2 separate regions of the Anas platyrhynchos genome follow, and region 1 is linked to region 2. A link is a contact called in public Hi-C data. All regions are on one chromosome and are shown on one strand. The core of a region is the stretch at or near the end of the contact, and the rest is flanking DNA. Distances in the headings are between cores, read along the strand shown.

What was found. Hi-C and Micro-C count contacts between places; a contact is called where the count stands out from the background.
Region 1: a Hi-C map of skeletal muscle shows a contact between it and region 2, with 3 times the contacts expected there. The contact joins the promoter of ABLIM1 here to the enhancer-like site in region 2. A contact is called at or near these places in 2 of 8 Hi-C or Micro-C datasets (both in skeletal muscle).

Annotation. Positions count from the first base shown.
Region 1 is chr6:33,151,623-33,159,108 of IASCAAS_PekinDuck_T2T, forward strand. It overlaps ABLIM1 (actin binding LIM protein 1), which reads right to left and starts at 2,128. Exons shown (of 23, transcript XM_072039808.1): 1 at 1,968-2,128. The coding sequence starts at 1,980. LOC101798124 (a long non-coding RNA gene) reads right to left here. Exons shown (of 5, transcript XR_002399630.4): 5 at 6,435-7,486.
Region 2 is chr6:33,017,835-33,025,484 of IASCAAS_PekinDuck_T2T, forward strand. ABLIM1 (actin binding LIM protein 1) reads right to left here. Exons shown (of 23, transcript XM_072039808.1): 7 at 1,259-1,346. Among named protein-coding and RNA genes, the nearest start is that of AFAP1L2, 68 kb to the left of the region's middle. Within about 2 kb of position 2,792, at least 1 of the 8 cell types and tissues checked has an H3K27ac peak or open chromatin away from gene starts, as enhancers often do.

The DNA.
Region 1 (7,486 bases), core at 878-3,377, 130 kb after region 2:
CCTGTCCCTCCAATTAATTGCTCTGAAAAAACCTGGATGGCATGGGAAAGGCTGAGAAAGAATTCCCCCTTCATCTCCAGGCAGCTCTCCAGCAGAACCAAGCAGGCATCAAACATCCGTGCCGTGCCGATGAAATATGAAAGAGGGATGGTGGGGGGAGAAAATGGGAATTGGACCAGTGGAAATGTTCCCTGGCTACCCTTTCTGTACATTTCAGGTTTGGTGGAGCAAAACATCTGCAGAGCTGAAATTGCAAGGTATTTCCATTCCTTCCCCAACTCCAGGTAGCCCTGTGAAGACGGCCATCTAATGCATGTCATAAAGCTTTGCTGAGACCAGGGCTTTCCCACCCAGGTACTAAAGCAGCCTTAGCACAGCACTGATGCTAACACAATTAGCACTCTTCCAGAAATGGATCCTTCGGAGACTGATGCAGACCATGGCTTCCTACAGCAAGAACTCCACAGAGCCACAAGGAATTGCGCTGACCCACCACCATTTATTATTTATACCTGGGATGGGTGCGACGCTGTGGGAACATGGAGCCAGGCACACTGCGCTGACAACCCTACAGCAGTCGCACGCTGCCGTCCATGTGCGCGAGGCTCATTCGGACAGCGGGAGGAATCCAGGCAAACCAAAGCGCTGGTGCACGTCGGGCGGTGTGTAGTGCGTGAAGACGCAGAGAAATAAGGGGATGCACAAGCAGGGCGTATCCCTGCATCCAGGGGCTTGTTCACACGCGATATGTAATTTTCACAAAGTGTTTTTTTTTTTCAATGCAGAGACAACCGGGGAGTGGTTTTACTGGTTATTACCGCGCAGATAATTTTCTTTAAGGGGAAAAAAAAATAAAAAAATAAAAAAGAGAGAGATGCTTACCGGTATTTCAGCTTTGTTATGACAGCGTTCAGAACATGTTTAACTTTACGCCTCCGGTTCCTCCGAGGGCAGCGCCCCGCGCCCCGCACCTGCAGCCCCGTTCCCAGCCCCAGCGCCCGCAAGGGGGCTCGGCACCCTCGGGCCCCCCACCCCGGCACCCGGCGCCCCCTCCCCGAGCCCCTTCGCCGCAGGGCTCCTCGGTGATCCCCCAAACCCCCCGGTCCCCCCTCGCCCCCCGCAGACCCACCTCTGGCGGACATGGCCGGGCCGTGCCGGGCCGTGCCGAGCCGGGCGGGGCCGCGGCGCTCTCCGCGCTGCGTGCGCCTGTGCGGCTCGGCTGGGCTCGGCTCGCCTTGGATCGGATTGGATCGAGTGGGATCGCCTGGGATCGGGCTGCCGAGGGCAGGGCGGCGGCTGCGGGGCGGAGCGGGGCGGGCGCAGCGCTGCGGGCCCGGAGGGGCAGCGGGCGCCCCCCCGGCGGGGGCCGGGAGCTCCCCGACACGGCGAACCCGACCTCAGCGCCCCGGGAGGCTGCGGGGAAGGGCAGGCGACGGGAACCGCAGGGCTGCGGCCGAATTGAGCCGCGAGAGGTGGCTCCGCTCAGGGTCGGCACGGCCAGCAAGCAGGACCCGGGGTGCTGCGGCAGCCGGCACGGCGGTGGCACGGGGGCTGAGTCACGCTCCTCCTGCTCTGCTGTGCCACACGCAGCGCAGCTGCCTCCCAGCAGCAAGCCCACACGGTTTTCCTACGAAAGAAACGCAGCCGGAGATCCAGGAGAGGTGGCGGTGCTCGCATCCCTGCCCGCGGCTGCGTGGCGCGGTCCCCACCGCAGTGCCGGGGCGCAGCCGGCTGGTGGCTGCTTGGCAGCGCCCTGGTGTGCTCGCCCCGCTGCCAGCCGGGCAGCGAGGTATATATGTGCATGTAAAATGTGTGTGTGTACGTGTATGTGTAAGGGAGCAGAGCAGCAGCACAAGGGCGAGCACACACGTGTCCTCTCATCAGGTGATGTAGGCGCAGACAATGCGCCGGCACAGCTGTTCCTCCCATATCGCACTCAGCCAGCAATGACTTGTGGTCATACACACCTCTGTTTGCCATGCATCGCCCCACTGTCACCTGCAGCTCATACTCATTAGGTCGTTCTGTCTTCTTGCCCCTTGTTTCTGAATCCTGCGGCAGCAATGAAATAAATCGCAGGTTCGCCTCTTTCCCAGCTCCTGTAGTTGCTCAGCGAACGTTCACTCAAAAAAAGTTCCCTTCCCCATCTTCTTTTCTGAAATGAGTAACGTTTTCCACTTGGAAACAACTCAGGTTTTCTTTCTTGTACCAAAAGAGCCAAGGTTTTCCTCAGTAATATAACAGCATTTTGTGTTTTTAATTGAGTCATTTCCTATGCACTTCCTTCAACGAATTTCTGACTAGCATTATCAAGGGTTCTCCTGTGTGATGCTTAATAGATGGCTTTAAAAAAAAAAAAGGTTCAGGAACATGCAGAAATTAGCTTTTTAATGAAGAATTTCCTTTCTTTATGCTGCTAGGAAGTGAAAGGAGAAAGGCATTTGTACCTTGGTTTTCTATAGAACACAAAGAATTTATTCCACTTAGTGTGCAACACCTCTAAGGCTGAGCAGTTCAACAGACATGTTGATCAGAGAAAGTTAGAATGGATCAGATACAGAATCCATTTATTAAAATTAGCCATTTAGTTGGGTTTCCTAAGTAATTGAGGGTGATAGAGTTTCATTTTTCTGTCTGTCCAGCAAATCCCCTTCAAGAACTTCAAGTCCCAGATATGGAAAATTTCTATTAAAGCTGACTAAAAGGTAGAACTCAGAAAGAGTTCAACAACTTTACAAGTTTTGTAGTAATTAGGACTTGCAAAGAGAAATTAAAATGAAGAAAAGCTGCAGTGGGAACTCAAGAGTTATCAGTTCTGGAAGCCATGCCTTCATTAGCCACAAGTACCAGCCAGGCAATCTGCATGTATGCAGCTGAATCAGCTTCTGCAACGGCTGTCTCCTGTCCTGCCAATATTTAGGGAATGTGGAAGGGAGCTGAAGAGAAAGGAGAGGGTGGGAAAGGGCGGTACAGAGAGGAGGGAAGACCTCAAACAAGATCCAGACAAGATGGGCAAGCCAATCCAAGAGTTTGCTACTGCTGCTTCTGCAAGCGGTTGTCACGTACTCTCCTGTGCACTGTGTTTTTCCTACTCTCCCCAACACATGTGCTCCTGCTCCCCTTGCTGGTCTCACCCCTATCAAACAACTTTAGCTCATTAATCACCAAGGAATTGCTCAATTCCTTGTGCTGGTGAGTTTTCTGCCAGGAAAAGGAAACAAAAAGATAGCCAAAAATGAAAACCTAAGGCTCAGATAAACACTGGAGCTTACAGAAGACAAGTGCAGAACTGCATGGCCAGCAAGAGGTGAAGAACAGGTGAGCATTAGAGGGAAAAGAGATGGTCTTTTTGAGCAGCAGCAAGCTGTTGAGCTGTTCAGTTGACTGAGCCATTTCCTGACCACTTAAGAAGTCCATTAGGAGCAGTGATTGACATTGCTTTATTTCAGGCACCTAGCTGAGGTTTCTGAATTAGCCAGCTGAGAAGCAGGATCCTACCTGCTACTTTTTTGTATTGACTATACAGACAGCTTAAGCTTCTAACTCAAATTAGACAGAAAAACAAACAAACACAAACACACACACACTAATGACAGTGTTTTTTAAAGGTATTTGGGCTTTGAGAGATGCAAACAGGCACCTGGGGATTTTTTAGAGATTTTTACAAAGTACTTCGACCAATTTTAGCAGCCAGGTGTTTTCAAATCCCCTATTGGTATATTCAGATGCTTAAATGCCCTTGAAGAGCTATGTTTTTTAAGGTCACAGAGAAAATTATGTCAGAGTAAAGAACAGAACCTGCATCTTTCCAGAAAAGCCCTCTAAATATTGGACTGTATTCTCTGTACAACATACCTTGCTGTCACTTGTGAATATATTCACCTGTGTGAATACATAAAAGATTCTGTTTTTCTATCCATTAAGTAAACAGGTTTTAGACAAACTGAAAACTCTTAAAAGAATGATGATGTCCAGCTAAGTCAGCAAAGGCTGGATTTATACATTTGAACTGTGAAAACATTAATCACTTTTACTGATATAACCTAGAGTATTGGAGATCTTGGCAGCTAAGAAAAAGCCTCTAAATAAGCCCATTAGTAGCTAATCTATATTGCCGTTGCACCAAAATGGCTAAGTACCCTGGAGGAACTTAGGGCACGGACCAGAATATGAAATTCATTTCTGAGGATCAGGTTTGGAAAGATCAGCTAAACATTGACTAGGATTTACTGCAGAAGAATTTCAGTATCACCTGTGTGTGCATCCTTATTGGACAGATCCCAACAAAGAGCTCGGAGTCAAAAACTTACTCAGCTTTCATCAGGTTCTCACGGGTTCACATATGAGGTATGAACCACAAATAACAGCTGTGAATCTTGACTCCTAAATCATTTTTCTTCTGATTTTGTATTCAGTGTATGCCTTCAGGAGATACAGAGACAATTACATAAACTGCCTTTGTTGTTAATTATAAATGAGAGTTTTTAGATATGTGTCAAGCAAGGGTGTTATCTCAGTGTGTGCCCTACTTTGCCCTTTACCCTAAAGAATTTGCTGTGGCCAAACAGAATTAGATTACGCAATCAAAGCTGATTAAATGTGTAAGCATTTTTACATAGAGTATCTTTTACATTATGCTATCAATGTAGACTGTGACAGATACTTCCTTGGCCAAAGTTCACATTAGCGAAGATGAGTAACATAGCAAGAATAGGAAAGAATATTACGAATAAACCAGAATCAAAATTTCTTGCCACTCCTCTACATGAAATTTTAGGAATCATCAGCAAAAATTCACTGATAATTGCAATGACAATGAGCCAGACTCTGAGAATTGTATACATTCTGCTGTGAACAGCCCCGTTTATGTGGGACAGAAAGTCTGTACCCAAATAAATTCATTATCTAAATCAATGTGAAAGTACATCAGTGAGTAATGTGATAACTGACCATAAGACACACAGGTTTCTTCCTGTGCTCCTGGAATTCAGACATTACTGATGCTCTCTTGATTCCTGAAATGCTATTTTCTTTATCCTTACTTTCTACTCTGACCACTGTGTAGCAGAGCCCTCTGGCTGAGGAGTATAGAAGCAGACAGGACTCCCTTCAGCACACATCAAGATCATTCCTTAATCAGCTGTTGGACACAATTTGATTTGAGAGACACAAAGTACTGACTCTTTTTCAGGAACTGAATGCCTTGTCCCTTGTCAATCTGTATCAAGATAGCAACCCCTAGTCTCAAACCTGGCACTGATCAGTCCTACAGCTAAAGCACACACCTGTGTGTAGACACATGCTCTTTGACAAAGTGTCACTGAAATTGTGATGGCTGTTTCACAGGGACTCAGGACACACCTGAGAGAGAACACAGAGCAAAATCAGCCAAAGGCACAGTCTCACTCATCTTAACAGGAGCTTGAACGAATCTCACAGTCTTCCTGAAGAGATTTGGAATAAAAGAAAAACACTTTTCTACTGTTAGCATCGGCCAGTACACCCTGGTGCATGTATTCTGTACATTTTCTTTCTCTTACCCCTTGATATCTACCAATAAATGTATCTGGTTGACCTGTGAGATATGATCTCAGGCCTAGCTGAGTTTTTCTGATGTTACTGTATTCTTTCAGGGTGCTTTTAAACAAACAAACAAACGAGGTTTAATTTAGCCAAGTGTGTGTGTGGGAGGGTATTCCCCACTTTTGAATCCGTTTGAGTTTCGGGCTGATGGTAATCCTACGCAGCTCTCGCTTGTTTATTCCACAGACAGTGATGCTGATGGACAGAGACGCCGGCAAATGATGGAATTCTCCACCTGAGCACATTGCTGGAGTGAAATCCTGGGTCAGGCTGCCCTCTGCAGGCAGTGATCCAGCAGCAGGATGAATTGCTCTGAAACAGCTCACGGAATTGGTTAATGCTACAAAAGATTTTTATGTCTGAACAGAGAATTTCCACGTATGCTGTAGATGCGGTGGTGAATGTAATAGGGATTGGCTTCCTGTTGCTGGCTGTAACTGCTGGAGAGGCAGAAGGAAAGGCAGACTGCACTGGTCTGATGGCAGCAGCCAAGCACCCCAGGTAGAAGTATTAGCTCAGTTGGACACCACCCGCAAATTTCCAGGGGACCCAGAGACTGGAGATAACAGCTTCTGAACACAGAACCAGAGAAATGAAATGGATGGAAATGCTTCTCTTGACACAGGAGCTGCCAGGCAGGAATCAAGCGCTCTGACAGTGCTCAAGGATCTAATCAGGAGCAGGTTCCTTTATATTAGGCACATTACAGACACAGGTCTGCTTACTTCAGCATTTCACAACATGAGGGCTGAATGTCAAACTAATCCAAACAGCCTGAGGCAAACGAACGTGGATGAGCAACCGAAACATTTCTGAATGACCTTAGGTCTACTACAGACTTCATTTTCTTTGCTTGTTGTCAGTAGTGCCTCCAGCTCAGTTCCTTAAAGGCCTCATCCAAGTGCAGATGCTCATTCCTACAGGGCTAATGACTCAGAAAGAATTACAAACAATCAAGCTGAACGTGCTTGCTCTGGAAATGTAGTTTGGCACAGAGGACAGCTTCTGAGCATGAAATTCTAACTGGAAGTGTTCAGATGAATTTATCTACTCTCACCTACAAATAAAATAATGCAATGGTGATGTACACAGTCACTCTTGGGAGTTACACAGAAACGCTGCAAGAATCCAGCTGGGGTTCCCTAGAAGGGCCTGTCTTTTAACACAGGTCTCTCCCTAAATTCATTGGGGTTTAATTGATGGAGAAATGCAAAGATCATGTGGGATGTGATGGCTGCAGGGATAAATCAATGTCTGAGTAAACTCAGACTAGTCCTGTAGCTTCAAACATTATTTGAGAACCAAACTGGACAAATGAACTGCTAAAATCCAAGTAAAGGAAAGTAAAGTAGCTAAGCCCAGAAATAATGTTTCTGGTTCGTGTATTATTTCATTCTACAGAGGGTACACAGGGATATTTTTTCTCAAAAAAATATACAAAGATTCTCTCTAAACCTTGTTGCTATGTTTCTGACAGAAACGTGCAAAACAGATGAAACCAGGTCACTCGTGCCCTCTGCTACTGGACACAGCTTTATTTCAAGTCATGAAATAAACCCGTGGGAGCTACTGGCCATTTCCCTGGCTGTAACAAAATAGGTAAGTGACAAATGTCCAGGGATTTTCTCCATGGATAGCGAACACTAGAGAGCTTTGTGACACAAATAATTGGGTCTTTCTAGATAATTGGTCTATCAATAATGATTTAAAACTAATTATGAAGCCACTACAGAGTGCCTCACATAATAAATGTTAGACAGTTGCTTCAAAATTAAGACATTTTACAATGCCAACATTTAATATCAAACTCCGTGGAAGATTTCAGTTATGCCTCAGGACAAAGATATCTGAACTGATACTCCAACAAAAACTTAACTCTTAATTGTAGACTAATGTAGAAGAG
Region 2 (7,650 bases), core at 1,542-4,041:
TTCCAGTTTGCCATCAGAAAGCAGTAGTTCCTACCCAGCCCTCTTTCAGCCTCTCCTTGCTCTGGCAATGAAGTGCTGCTACACAACTGTGTATCTAATTCTGTGCACAGCTGGAATAAGATGATGCCTTACAAGGCCAGTGAGATGAGAAAAATGGACTGCAAGGGAGGACAAACTATAAAATAACACAAATTAGCTTCAAAGGAATTCCTTAACAATGTTATCTTGTTTTGGAATTCCTCCAGAAGGAATCTGTCTCCATTTTTTCACGAGATAGCTGCCATCACACTTTCATCATTTCTTTCCTACACTTTTACAGGCCTTTCAGGTGCATCAAGTGAGTTTTCTAACATAACTACAACACACAAAATCCCGATCCACAGTTACCTTTTCACTTTGATTTCTAGATGTACAAATGCATATTAGATGTCTTTCTACCAATATTAATTAATACGACAGCAAGTCAGAAAAAATAATTGTAGCTTAACAGCTAATGTGCTACCTTCTGGGAAAGTCAACAGAATTCAGTTCAAGGATGTTTTTCAATCAAAGAAAGAAGCACATTCTGTTTTACATGAAACGATTAAGGAAAAAAAAATGCTTTGCACCTGGAAGTGAGTACAAGACCGCTAATAATAAAAAGGAAATGGAAATGAATGTATGAGAAAGAAGTGACTTCAGAAAGAGACAAATAAATATAAATGGGACTAAAGGAGACATGTGACCAGATGAACGGGAAATAGGCAAGGCAAGCAAATATAATTAGGAAGCAGAGGAGACAATCTAATGATGCGCATGGGGGATCAGATCTACGTGATTCAAAACAAGCTCACTGCAGTGTCTGGAAGGCTTTTCATTGCGTTTTACAGTTTGAAGAGTGGTCCGGAATAACAGAATTCAGGGGAAAATTACGTGAAATCCTCTCACGTTGTCTGATAGCTTAGTGTACAGACTGGTGGATGAGCTATCTGTGAGAAGCCAAATTCAGAGGCAACCTAATAATTTTTACCCTTGTTACACAGCTTTTGAAAATACAATCTGGCTCAACTCAGGTATAGAGTCACTGCAAAGCCATCATCATGGCCATTTACTATAGTGAAAGAGTTCAGTAAAAAAGTTTGAGGGCACCGTAAAGAAGAAAGGATGGCTACTGTCCACTGTGTCCACACTGCACAGAGATAGCTAATAAAGTGCTGAGGTCTGTAACAGAAGAATTACCAAGCCTGACTTTCTGGTTTTAGAACAGAGACGTCCTTACCTTGCAGATACATTTCTTCTCCTTCCGTGAACATTTGGTTGCACCTGCTGCATCGTGCACAGCTTGGATGATAATGCTTGTCACCTGCCTAAGCAAGAAAGAGAGATGAGGGATCAATGCACTGTAAACATTGCTCACAATTATACTGCTCTGTGAGCACTCAATCTGCTAACAGACCACTCTCATTTTTCCTCTAGTTCGCCTGTTATAATATGGCTCTGATGATGTGACAGCAGCTATGGGAATGTAAGACCTGCCATTCTGGCTCGGTGCAAAGGTCCAGCATCCTGTCCTCAACAGAGGCCAGCAGTGACTACCCCGGGTAAAAGGCTACAGGAACAAGACAAGATAGAACAGCCTTTCTTCTTCACACCTTCCCATTCAAGTCATCAGTGGTTTAAAGACTTCCTGGTGAAAGGCTGTGTTCCAGTCTCTCTATTCTCCATGATTTTGCCTGACAGCTTTTTGAATCTCCACTTACCAGTCCAAAGCAATGAATGTTACACTGCAGCTAGACATTTGTGCAAACCTGCTGCCTCCTCCTTTTGCAGACAGCACGTATTTTCTCAATTGCTCCGTTGTTATGGATGAATTTAGACAATGAATGACAGTTTTCAACCTGCCATTTCATTCCTTGGCTGCCTTCCCAACACTGCTGATATGGGCAACTTCTGGGACCCCATTAACCCAAAGCACAAATGCCTGACTTCAGAAGCTACATGGGTGCAGGCAGCTTGAGCTGCCTGAACTATTGACATAAAGATTCTAAATACTCTAGATCCTGTAACCCAAATCCACCGAGTCACTTAAATACACATCTCTTCAATACAGTGATATTCATAAAAGACTTGGCTGATCAGGTTTCAGGCCTATAAGGACAGGAAAAATCAAGGCACAGATACGATTGTGATTTCTCCTTGGGAGAAACTAAGCATGCAAAGCCCATCAGGCTTTTTGAAGGGAAAAAAAAAAAAAAAGGAAAAAAAAAGATTAATCCTAAACCAAACAAGTAGCGACAATTAATGCATTCTAAAAGGCTTTATAAATGTATCTGATTTCCTAACACGTTAACTTCAAATGCCTTTTCACAAAATATTCCCTATCAACTGAAATGTTATGTGCACAACACCAGTCTGCAGCATAGTGCTGCAAATACTGAACGGGCTTCCAAGGTAGATCTCACATTCAGACAGCTCAGCACTCATCAGCAGGAGCCTGTATCCTTCTCTGCACTTTCTGCTGTGCACAATCAATATTGTGCATACAAAGGAACAGGAATTTTATCTGTATTTGGTAAAAAAAAAATAATCCCAACTTTTGAGCACTCCTCAAATTCTTCAGCAGAGTGAGGGCCCAAAGAGCTGCTTGTCATAAGCAATTTCAGGCATATTTCATTTAAAGATGATGCCAAGCCCATGTCCTGGAAACTGCTCCCAGTTAATGAGATATAAAAAATTCCTAACAAGACTGAATCACTGCCGGAAAGCATCTTCTCCAAACAGGAAGACAATGATTACAAAAATACATATGAACTCATAGAAGAGGAATCTTTTCTGGGCTCGCCTGTCTCATCCAACTGCAGAACATCTCTGCTGCATATGAGAGCTCAGATTTTCAGTAGGCACATGGATTTTTTTTCTGAAATAAATTCATAGCTTCTCAAAAGGTATTCAGTACGGTAGCTAAGAAGCTATCTAGTCTGAACTGGGAAAAGTACAGGGCCTGTTATGTTATGAATTAACCCCTGACATATCCCATCTGAGATGGGGCCATGTCTCATAAGATGTTATCCAAATTCTCAGACACAAAAGACTGAAACAACACTGTGGTCAAAAGTTTTTGTAATTTCAGTTAACTGCCAAAAAGTCTGTACATTGATACTGTCAGATTAATTAGGCTTTATAAAGAAATAATTCCCTTCCAAGAACGCCAATAGCAAACTACGGCAATGGAGTTTTAATGGATCCAGCAGAAATATCTCTAACGTGAAAGCACCATGCTCTGCGGACAACAGAAATCATGCATTCACATCCGAACAGTTTCGGCATCTGTTCTTCCAAGCTTTGATGTACGTGTGTTTTAGGAACAGAATGACAGATGACCCCGATGTATTACTCAAACGTTGCATTGCACTGTCCTAGGCAAAAACTGCTGAAATCTTTGGTTTTTGGGTAGTTTTTCTGGCAGTAGCCCAGGATTCTGATTTTTGTGTTCCTTATTTTGCAGTCAAATTACAACAACTTGGGTCAGTAATTTCTACTAGCTCCATTCACCCTTTGTCCTAAAAGGATGTGTATCTGGTCTAATCTCGCTAACATTGGCGAGTCTTTCACTTGCCCTGATCATCTGACAAACATGCCGTTTGTTTTTCTCCTCATCACAAATATTTTCTTAAGGACACCTGGTACATCTGTCAGTTGATTATGACTTCTATAAGCAGCCTACACATTTAAGAAAGTCAGATTATTTACAGGAAAAACAAATCCAGGATTCATCACAATATTGTGTGTAAACCTGTGGCCACTCTGAAGCTTCCCACTCCCCGGAAAAAAACTCCAATATGCTACTGTCAATGTAATTTAAACAATGTACACATATCTCTAAAACAGCCAAAATGTTTATCAGATCTTTCCCCAAGGCTGTAACAACTGGCCAAACGTTAGCCCAGAGTGAGCAGTGATGAAGGAACACCACGCCCCTGCTAACACAAGCTTGCTAAGTGGAAGCACTAACCCCTCCTGCACTGGCTGGTTTTGCTGGAGTTTTATATCACAGCAGCTGCAGCTGTTGCTGAATGCTTCACATCCAGTTTCATCCATTTTCTGCCTCAGCAGTGTTTCTATGACTCTGGAGCAGAGCTCTGTCTTCAGTGCGTATCCACTGGGAACCAGTCTGCAGCTCAGCTAACCCAGGGCTAATCTTGCTAAGCCTGACTTGCCATCATCATCTGAGAAAGCAGGTTGCTAAAAATCAGTCATTACAACATATTAGGAGAAACTTCAGGATCTACAGGGAATGAAATATTCACACTTTTCAGATATTTGTTTTCTTCCTAGCTCTCAGGCTACTAAACCCACACTCAGCACAATCGGTGTGAAGTTTCCTGTAACCACACGTTGCCATACTGGGGGCTGTTAAGGCTGACATCCCAGTCCTGCTGGCAGTACCAAGCACCATTACTCAGTGCACATTTGCCCTGAAGGTTCTTCAGCTGAAGTGTAAGAGGGTTAAAGGCACTTGCCTTCCCACTATGCCTCACTCTCCTTACCCCTTCCCAAATTCACTTCATATCCAGAAATCCCTTACAGCTGGTTTGCTACTCAAAAACTTCTCAGCTGGCATCTTGCACCCTGCCGACAGCAACAAATCACTTCTTGCTCAAAAAAATAGCTATTTAGTCTTTTGGGACTTAAAGCCAAAACGGTACCATTTCTCATAGGTGTCTGGGAAAGACAATTGTGGGTTGCACAAAAAAAAAATTAAACACAAATGACTCCAACCCAGAAAACAGAAATACAGCTGCATGCGTGCCCCAGAAGCCAGCCTCAGTCCCTGCTTTGAGCACACCCAGCCCTAATCCTAGGACCACAGTACTTCAAAAGCCAAGGACTGCACTTTTAGAGTCTATCTCCTCCCTCATGCTGTCCCCCCAGCTCCCACAAGACCAACTTTTATTTTCTCAGTGCTTGTAGAGCTCCAGTCTGATTAAATAAATGTTTTCCTCTTTGGTGAACGTGAGAGCTTAAGATTTCCTATTACTCATGCCTTCAGTCCTGTTCTTTCCAGCACAACGGTGAACAAGAGCCAGAAGGGACAATAACAAGAATCCCACCAGGAGTGCTCACATGCCAGTGGGTCTGGTGGAGGAAGAACTAATTACCAACAGACATTTTCTGTTGGCCAAAAGACACAATTAAGTGCATTTTTGCTGCGTTACATTTGCACAGCTGTACTCACTCTCCATTCAAAGATATCCTAGCAATCACCTGACAAGCAGCTATTAAACACAGAAAGCTCAATTTTCCTAATACAACTTAAATGCAAAAAAAAAAAAAAAGTATGTAGTTTTAAGAGTGCTTTTAAAAGGTGTTTTTTTGTTTTGTTTTGTTTTGTTTTTTTAATGAAGAGCTATCAATCACAGCTCTTTGATTGACAAATCTAATCAAATATTTACTCCTACCATGACTCTAAGGAGGTTGACCTGATTTCTCAGCTCTCTTAAGGACTAAGGAGCAGCATAAAGAATAACTCAGACTCATCTTTAAACCCCTTAAGGAATGTCATGAATTGTAAAACAGGAACTGTAGCAGTAGCCTACCATTTTCCAGGGAAGCTTTATTTTAATTACTGGCAGAGGTCACAGAATCTTTCACCCTGTTTGATGTTCAGGATAATATCAAATGCCATTGTTTCCTTCTCTGCAGGCTTCTGTGATCTCACAGGCGGGTGGAACAGCACAAACACTATGAAGACCAAAATTTGCTTTTAATAACATCCTGGCCTAAACTGTCCACTCATTTTTCCCAGGGTCTTATCTGTTCAGCAAGTCACTACAAACTTCTGTGCTGAGATACAACAATAAAAGTGCAGCTCCTGCTTCCAAAGGACATCTGAATCTCCCGTAACTTTCCCTGTTACTACCAAAGGAAGGAAAATGCAATACAATTTACATTTTGTAAACTACCTAGCTTGATAAATCCTTGTTTGATGTGCATCTTTAAAACGAAGACCTCCTGACATTGTTTGGAGTACTAATGTCACCACCCCCTCTGGAGAGGAGCAGCTCCCAGCAGAGCCCTGCCCTGCGCCCGGAGCAGTGGGAAGCAGAGCTCACACCGGCAGTTCCCAGGCTGCGAGAAGCACGTGAGGGGGAAAGTGGGAAATGGAGCGTGAGGCCGTGACTCTAAATCTGAATGACAACCTGCATGCAAGGGACGTGGAAGAATCCCAGAGCCTTCCATTGACTGCTGTGCTGTCTTGGGCAAGCCGAGACTGGAGCTGCTAGGAACACTTGCACTGTTCTTCCATGCCTGCTTTCTGAGTTATACAAGATACTTCCCAGTATCCCAGCAGTGACTACCAGCGTCATGCTATTACATTCCTTAACAGATGGACTGTATCAAACTTTTGGAACTTATTACTGTTAATTCCATCAGCATACAGTATTATTATACTCATTAGTGGCTGCTAATAGCAATGCAAATTATTAGCTGCTTAGAATATCATTTTTCCTTATAGAAAAGATGTGAGTAATGCTTCAGGCTACATCTCCAGTGTTGCAATTGGTCTGCTAGCATGAAGAATCAGCCCTCCTGGGAGCTGAACATCAACCCGACTTACTGTGCAGTAGGGCCCTAGCAGCCACCTGTGACTGCACTGTCGGCTCTGCCTCAAGTTCTCATTTTCCTACAACACCCAGCAATGAACGAGTTGCACACAAAGGTGAAACATGCTAAACTAGAGGTTCCTTATGGCAGCCACTCATCCTGTCTTCACGGAGCAAATGCACCTATCGTTACACACTGTACCACAGCTAAGAACTTACATTCTCCACACAGTTAACAGCAGGAGGTTGTTACTTCAAAGATAATTCCACTCAACTAAGACATGCACCCACAGAAGCCTCAAGAGGCCAGGTAGAGTATTCTGGTCTGTACAGAGAAGCAAAGCAATAGCAGACCCACCTTTATTGCTCACTGCCAGGATTTCTAACGTCATCTCTATTAGGATCCTGGGTTATATTTATGCACAGAGAAATCTAATCCCAGTGACTGACCATGTAGTTAATCAGAGAGAATTCAGAGAAAATATATGTAGTAGATTGTATTAAGGTATGTGTATGTCCTGCAAAGTAAGACTAACCATTGAATGCGTGCAACATTTGCTCCATGTTCTGTCTTGTTGTGAATAAGTATGTAAATTGTTGGTATTCTACCCAGTCTCAGACATCTCACTACTCTATGCAATTTATAAGTCTTCTTTCATTATTATCTGGACTGACTGGATCTAGGATCTAGAAGGATACTAAATTTATCAGGGTCATTCACATCAGAGATGTAGGAGTTAAAATAATGACTAGTGTCACTATGGCTGAGGAAAGTAATCCAAGATGCATGTTTTCTGTTCAGAAATAAAAGATCAGGGAAAAGTCCAGGTTCATAAACAGCAATTCTCACGTTGATTCATTGAGAGTCAATACAAATCTGTGAATTCACTGTCTTTGTGACAGGTATTACTGGTATACTTAACTAGAAACTACTTTCTCAGTCAGCAGAACTGCAACTGACTTCAACCTGCTGAAATTTAGCTAGAAATTTCAATAACAAAGCTCTTTCATATCTTAAAAACCAAAACCAAACAAACAAACAAAAAAAACTCTCCCCAAAACAAAC